2 separate regions of the Sus scrofa genome follow, and region 1 is linked to region 2. A link is a contact called in public Hi-C data. All regions are on one chromosome and are shown on one strand. Each heading gives the region's core, a stretch centred on a gene start, on an enhancer-like site or on the middle of the called end of the contact. The rest is flanking DNA. Distances are from core to core; before and after follow the strand shown. Region 1 holds the start of MYO1F (unconventional myosin-If). Region 2 holds the start of ZNF558 (zinc finger protein 558).

Region 1 (2,996 bases), core at 371-2,870, 150 kb before region 2:
CTGTATTACATGCTCCATAAACTACTTTATGAACATGGTTTCACAGAAGCAACATAATTCCTGGCACCCATCACTCTTCCAGGAAGATGTCAGCATCCTTAAACAGGGGCATTGGCCTCAGGGATGAATTCCACTTTTTTTCCCCCCTCCATAATCCTCTTGGGTGAATTTCTCCCTTCTCAGACCTGGCCAAGCAAATTGTTGACTAAGCATTTCACATGGTTTCCTTGGGAGGGGCTGCTTTTCTCTTGAGCAGCAAGTCATTTTCTGTATTCCTTTGATCAAGGAGTCTTCCTGGTTTGGCTCTGTCTTGGAAGGGTCCCCATCCCAAGAGCACAGCTCTAGCTGCTTTTTTATTTATTTTTATTTTTTATATTTTTTGTGAATTAACCAGAGGGTCCTTGGCTAGCAATGCCCAGCTTATTCCTGGCTTTCTGAACTAAGACGTTATCTCTCAGGCTAATGCAATCCCACGCTCCACCTTGGTCAGCTACCTGCTGCAACCACCAGGAACACTTCAGGTGTCACCACTGGCTCTGTGACTGTCCCAGCCACAGGCCCTCATTGACGAATGACAAAAAATGAAAGCTGAAGTGCTTGCAGATGCATGGAGCAGTGGGCGCCATATTTGCAGCCAGCCCAGGCTCCCTCTTGATGTGTGTGAGACCATGCCACTGTGTCTAGACCCATGATCATGACAGTCTCCCCAACCTTGTTGCCACAGTCATCATGAGACCTCAGCCTCACCAGATGGCAGCACCTCTGGCTGCAGTGTCTTCCCTGCCCCCCTGCCACAGAAGGGTACCCCTGGCTGTGTGGATGCGCTGTGTCTCACCATCTTCTGCTTCTGTGATTGCGACAGCCAGACCACCCTGTCACCCCCATGGGTGTGCTGTCACCATCACTGCAAACCACTGTCCATTTGAGCCAGCTTCCCCTCCCAGCTGTAGACTCAGAGTGGCTGAACCCAGGACCCTATGAATGTCCCAGGGGAGAGGTCCCCCCAACCCCTTCCACATCCTGACAGATTTCCAAATATGACACATATGGGAACTGAAGCCCACAGAGGGGAAGTGACTTACCTAAGGCCCCACAGGGAGATGAGGCAGCAAACTGGGCTGGGAACAGGGCTCCCTGAGCCCCAGGAAAGGGGTCTGTCCCTGTCCCCGAGGCACTGTGATCCCTCAAGACCACTTTCTGTCCTCCGGCTACTACTACTCTATACTTGGTGGCCCATCCCCACTCTGGCATCCTCTTCACCCATCAGGTGGGAGTTTGGTCTCTGGTGAGGGATGCTGGGAGCACCAGAGCTGCACTGTCGGCCCCCAAAGGGTCTGCTGTGCCCAGTTCCATTACCCCGTTCTGATGGTGGCCTCTAGGTGCCTCCACCTGGCTGAGGTCCCCCACCCCTGCACTTCACGGCCACCCTGAGGGACTTACCATGATGGGGGTTGATGTCTGGGCCCCTGTGGGGGAGTGCCTGAATGGGTGGTGGCCGGGGAGCAGGCTCAGGAAGTTCCGGGGGGCGGCTGGGGCATGGCCCTGCTCCTGCTCCTTCAGCGGACTCCCAGCCCTAGTTCCTCTTACAACAGCCCCCTTCTTACTTCCTTTGGCGGGAGGGGCCCGCGGCTACAGGGGAGGGAAGCTGGGCCCGGGGGCGGGGAGAGAACCCAGACGGGGCCGAGGGAGCTGGTGGTTTGGAGCTCTGAGCCTGAAGAGAGAGATTAAGGATGGATGGCACCCGCTACCAGACCCCAGAAAGCCGCTTCTCAGACTCCTCCGGGATGCAGGTACAGCAAACAGCACGCAGGTCTGCAGGACTGACTGCGCTCTTCTGGGCTACTCAGGTCTCTTCGAAACCACTTCAGACGTGCGTCTGCTCTGGGCATCGCAAACTCCCACTTCCAGAATCTTTTTGGCAGGTCCTTCCTCCCTAAGGGACCTTGGGGAGCCATGTGTGTTTTTGTTCGGGGAAGGGCAGCGGGAGTGGAGGGTACCAAGAGCAAGGGGCTCACATTTGGAATTAATGACCCCCAGCTCTGCCGCTTCCGGGATCTCACCATCTTCTTATCGTAAAACAGCTGTGGAGGGCCCTCGTGGCACACATGGGATCCATTAGGTGCTGGCCCACCTGATCTTTGGGAGACCAGTAGGCTGTGTCCTGGACTCTTCACGTTTGAGGAAATGGCAGTTCCGAGAGGTTGTCATCTCCCGGTGCCACACGGCGAGGAGGTGGGGGGGGGGGGCAGAAGCTGACCCTGGCAGGGATCCCTGCGGACGGAGGACAGAGATCCCGGCGGCACACAGCATCCCGCCTGGAGGTTGGCACACCATGGCGCCCCCTAGTGGCCACGTCTGGGGAGGAGTCCGTTTCTGCCTGGATCTCCTGGGCAAGTTTGCTCAACCGACTTGGGTGGGGGACTGCAAACCTCAGCAATACCTTCAGGGACTAGTCGGAAGGACCCCCATCTTGCTGGGGGCGTCAGGGGAGGCTTCTCGAAGAAAGCGATATTGGTGCTGAGACTGCAGGGTGAGTTGGAACTAACCAGGTGAAGAGGAAAGGGGAGGGTACACCTGGTGGAGGAAAGGGTTCTAGCAAAGGCCCAGAGATGGGAAGATGGTGGGGAGACTGAGGAACTTCCAGGAGGCCAGTGTGGGCTGGAGCTCCCCGAGTGACGGGCAGGGTGGTGGCTGGGATTGTAGACGCCAGATTGTGTTGCTTTTGAGAGCCTTTGTGAGAAGCTGTACTTTTGACCTAAAATCACTGGGCTCTAGTGTGTGTTGGTAAAAGCCCCCTTTGGGCTGCTGGGGATGCTTCTAAGCTGGGGATGGGGGACAGCTTAATGTGACCCAGATGCATTGACACCCACCCACACGCACACATGGAAATCTACACAAGAAAGAACTTTATTGATGTAGGGCTTCCTGGCGAGGGGTGTGTGGGCCCCAGGGCAGGGCCTGTAGCACCATGATGGGGGTGGCCTGGGTGTTCTGGA
Region 2 (3,285 bases), core at 32-2,531:
TTAAAAGTTTTTCCTAGAGTTTGATAATCCCTTTAAAATATAAATTCAGGTTTCTGTGTGTGTGTGTCTATACATATAAAACTCAAATAATACCTTATGCCTTCTGAAAAGCTACATCCCCCAGTCCTTACTGTGACCCCCCACAAAAAACTTTGTTTTCCGTAACTCTGTATTTCTAAATTAGCTACTTATATATTTTTCAGCTTTTTTTTGTTTTCTTCTCCGAAAAATATGGGTATATAGTTCTCTTATTATCTTAAACCATAATTCTCCTTGCATAATATAATTATATAATAAATTAGGATAAGTCAAAAGTCAATGTCTATTGTTTTATTATCTAAATATTTATCATTTTGTGATATATGAATCTGATCTAGATGCATCGTGTAGGATATTATGAATACATTCTCTTTCTCATTTTTTCTTTGGATGTTCAAACCGATAAATTCTCATTTCTTTGTTTTATTCCTATCAATTAATCACTGGTCCATCTCCCTCCAGCATAGATTTAAATCTCTTTTCAGTAGATTCAGATGCATGAGACAATTCATCAGATTTTAGTTTCTGCGTGGGACCATCCTTCTTCGGCTTGTATACACACACACACACACACACACACACACACACTTACTTGACCTATCTGGAAGGATAAAGGAGAAAATGATGTTTATCTCCAGACAAAAAAGGACTGGGAGATATGGGAGTGAGAATAGTACCACTGTTTGAAGATTTCCTGTATGTTTCTATGACCTAGCCCTTCCCCCGCCCCCAATATTAATAGCGTTAGATTCCCTAACTGGCTTGGGACAGCAAGTCAAAGAGAAATGTGCATATATGATCCAATTAAAAAAATTAAGAACTGCACTCAAGCACAAAAGTAAAAATCTTGAATATGCGCATGTTGTTTTACTGCACTGTGTGAGGCTCCGCAAGTAGGAAGGATTGAAGAAAAGTTGTTTCAGCGTTCATATATTTGTACAGCCTGGGGAATCCGTGGAAAGTCCCGCCTTCAAGGGGCTGTTTTTCTCCCACACTCCTCCTGCACTGCCAACCCAGCCCCAACCCGCCTTACACCGGCCCTCGGAATTGGTCTCCACCTACCTTCAGGCTAGGAGACTAGTAACCGTCCGCAAGATCCGCAAGATCCGGTGCCGCCCTCAGTCCGGTTCCGAAATGGGTGTCCGCCCACAACCCTGCCCTCCAGGCTTGGTTCCGCCCACAAGCTGGTACACGCCCACAGCCGCCCCCTTAAAACGGATCTCAGGCCCTGGTGCTGACCCAGCCCACCGCCCACCACTATGCGAGCGAGAGCCCTTCTTCTGAGGCTAGGGTGCGAGGCTGCCGGCCCTTCTGCAGCCTCAAACCGCAGCCCCTCAGTGTCCCCCCGCTTGGGGGCGGCTAGACACCGGAAACTGGAGCTTTTGGCTGCCAGCCCGAGACCGGAAGCGGAAGCGCGGGGTGTTGGTGAGGAAGGAGTTGCGGGGTGGTTTGCTGCGTGCTGTGTACTGTCTTCTCCGCGGGGAACGGGATTCATGTGGTATGTTCGACCTATGAGAGGGGCAGTACTCTGTGCGCGGCGGGCAGGCCTGAGGCTATCGTAGGAGTTTAGGGAAGGGCATAGGCCTGGGGCACTCCAGTCACGGGCTCTGGCGTTCCTCTCTTTCCCGAGAGCCGCGTTTCCACCCGTGGGGCCTCAAGTTGCCTCTGGTCAGCCCGTAGCTTCCGTTTCCTCCTAGCTCTGGGCGCCGCTGTCACCCCTTCCGGAGAATTCTTCCGTCCATCCTCTTCAACATCTTTCCCGAATGTGATTTTTGCTCCCCTAGGGGACTTTTATTAATCACGTCTGGAAGCATTGTTTTGGTTGTTATAAATGGGAGGGGCTGCTGCTGTCATCTAGTGGGTGTAGGCCAGGGTCCTGCTGGACATCCTACAATGCACTGAACAGCCCCCATGACAAAGCATTATAAATAGTGCCGAGGTTTGGAAACCCCGCTCTAGGGTCTCAGAAATCTTCAAAGCCCTGAATGAACTTAAAAGGTTAGTTGAGTCACTTTTAGCGCCCCTGAGTGACAAGCCGTGTTAGAAGTGCGTAGAGTCACCAAAAAATTTCTATCTAGCCAAATGGGTTGAGCAAGGCAAATGCACAGCACATGAAGCTTTCTTACACTTGAGGAGCAGATGGCTGGATAGGGATCAGGAAAACCAGTCATAGCCAACAGTTACACGTTACATAAGTACAGTAAATCCAAAAAGGAAAAGTGATTGGTATGGCCTTTCCATCCAGCAACTGTATTACACCCTATAATACAGGCTTCTTATAAAGGGCCTCAAAAAGAATTTTTGTCCCCTGTTTCTTTTTTTTCCCGCCACAGACAAAACGTCTCTGTTCATGCTTGACTTGAAACTAGCCTCAAGCTTCACATGTCCTCACTGATCTGTGGATTTCTGTATGACCAGGTGAGTATCATGTGAACTTGTAGCAACAGATTCCAGCAGCCTCAGCTGTGCAGAAGTGCTAATAGGCCCTACTGTGGGCTCAGATTGTAAACACAAGGAGTCGCTGAGAGGGAGAGTATCTTAAAAACATTTATTTATATTTGATGGATTATATTCAAGGAAAAGATAGTAAGGTGTGTGGTTATGTGTGTGTAAAAAATTAAGTAAATACAGTTATGTGCAGGTAAATACACATTAAACATGTAAACAACTGTAAGTGTAATGGAAATATAGATTTATTTGCATTCCATAGTACTAAAAATTGTAGGATTTTATATATAAGTGTAAACTTATTATGTGTGCGTGTAATAGTATAAGCCATCCCACTGAAGACTAGCAGAACTACTCAGCAACATTTCTCAGGACTGCTACCATTTGAATTCAAAAACTCCTTTAAATCCTCCACAAAGATTCAAAATATGGGGTACTGAGGGAAAAAATAACTTGAACTTATTTATATTTGCAACAGAATTTTTTTTTTTTTTTGTCTTTTGTTTGTTTAGGGCCACACCTGCAGCATATGGAGGTTCCCAGGCTAGGGGTCGAATCAGAGCTGTAGCTGCCAGCATACACCACAGCCATAGCAATGGGGGATCCGAGCTGAATCTCCGACCTGCACCACAGCTCATGGGAATGACGGATCCTTAACCTGCTGAGCGAGGCCAGGGATCAAACCTGAGTCCTCATGGATGCTAGTGGGGTTCGTTAACCACTGAGCCATCACGGGAACTCCTGTAACAAAAATTTAAAATTAAATTGACCAGATGTATTTTGAGCAAGTGTTTTCTG

What was found. Hi-C and Micro-C count contacts between places; a contact is called where the count stands out from the background.
Region 1: a Hi-C map of epiblast stem cells shows a contact between it and region 2, with 1.6 times the contacts expected there. The contact joins the promoter of MYO1F here to the promoter of ZNF558 in region 2. A contact is called at or near these places in 3 of 47 Hi-C or Micro-C datasets (embryonic fibroblasts, epiblast stem cells and liver) and 1 of 2 datasets of contacts at active chromatin or transcription factors (alveolar macrophages).

Annotation. Positions count from the first base shown.
Region 1 is chr2:70,751,767-70,754,762 of Sscrofa11.1, reverse strand. It overlaps MYO1F (unconventional myosin-If), which reads right to left and starts at 1,620. Exons shown (of 27, transcript XR_002341669.1): 1 at 1,441-1,620. It overlaps LOC106507295 (a long non-coding RNA gene), which reads left to right and starts at 1,708. Exons shown (of 3, transcript XR_001303179.2): 1 at 1,708-2,530.
Region 2 is chr2:70,603,442-70,606,726 of Sscrofa11.1, reverse strand. It overlaps ZNF558 (zinc finger protein 558), which reads left to right and starts at 1,281. Exons shown (of 8, transcript XM_003123168.4): 1 at 1,281-1,537; 2 at 2,373-2,457.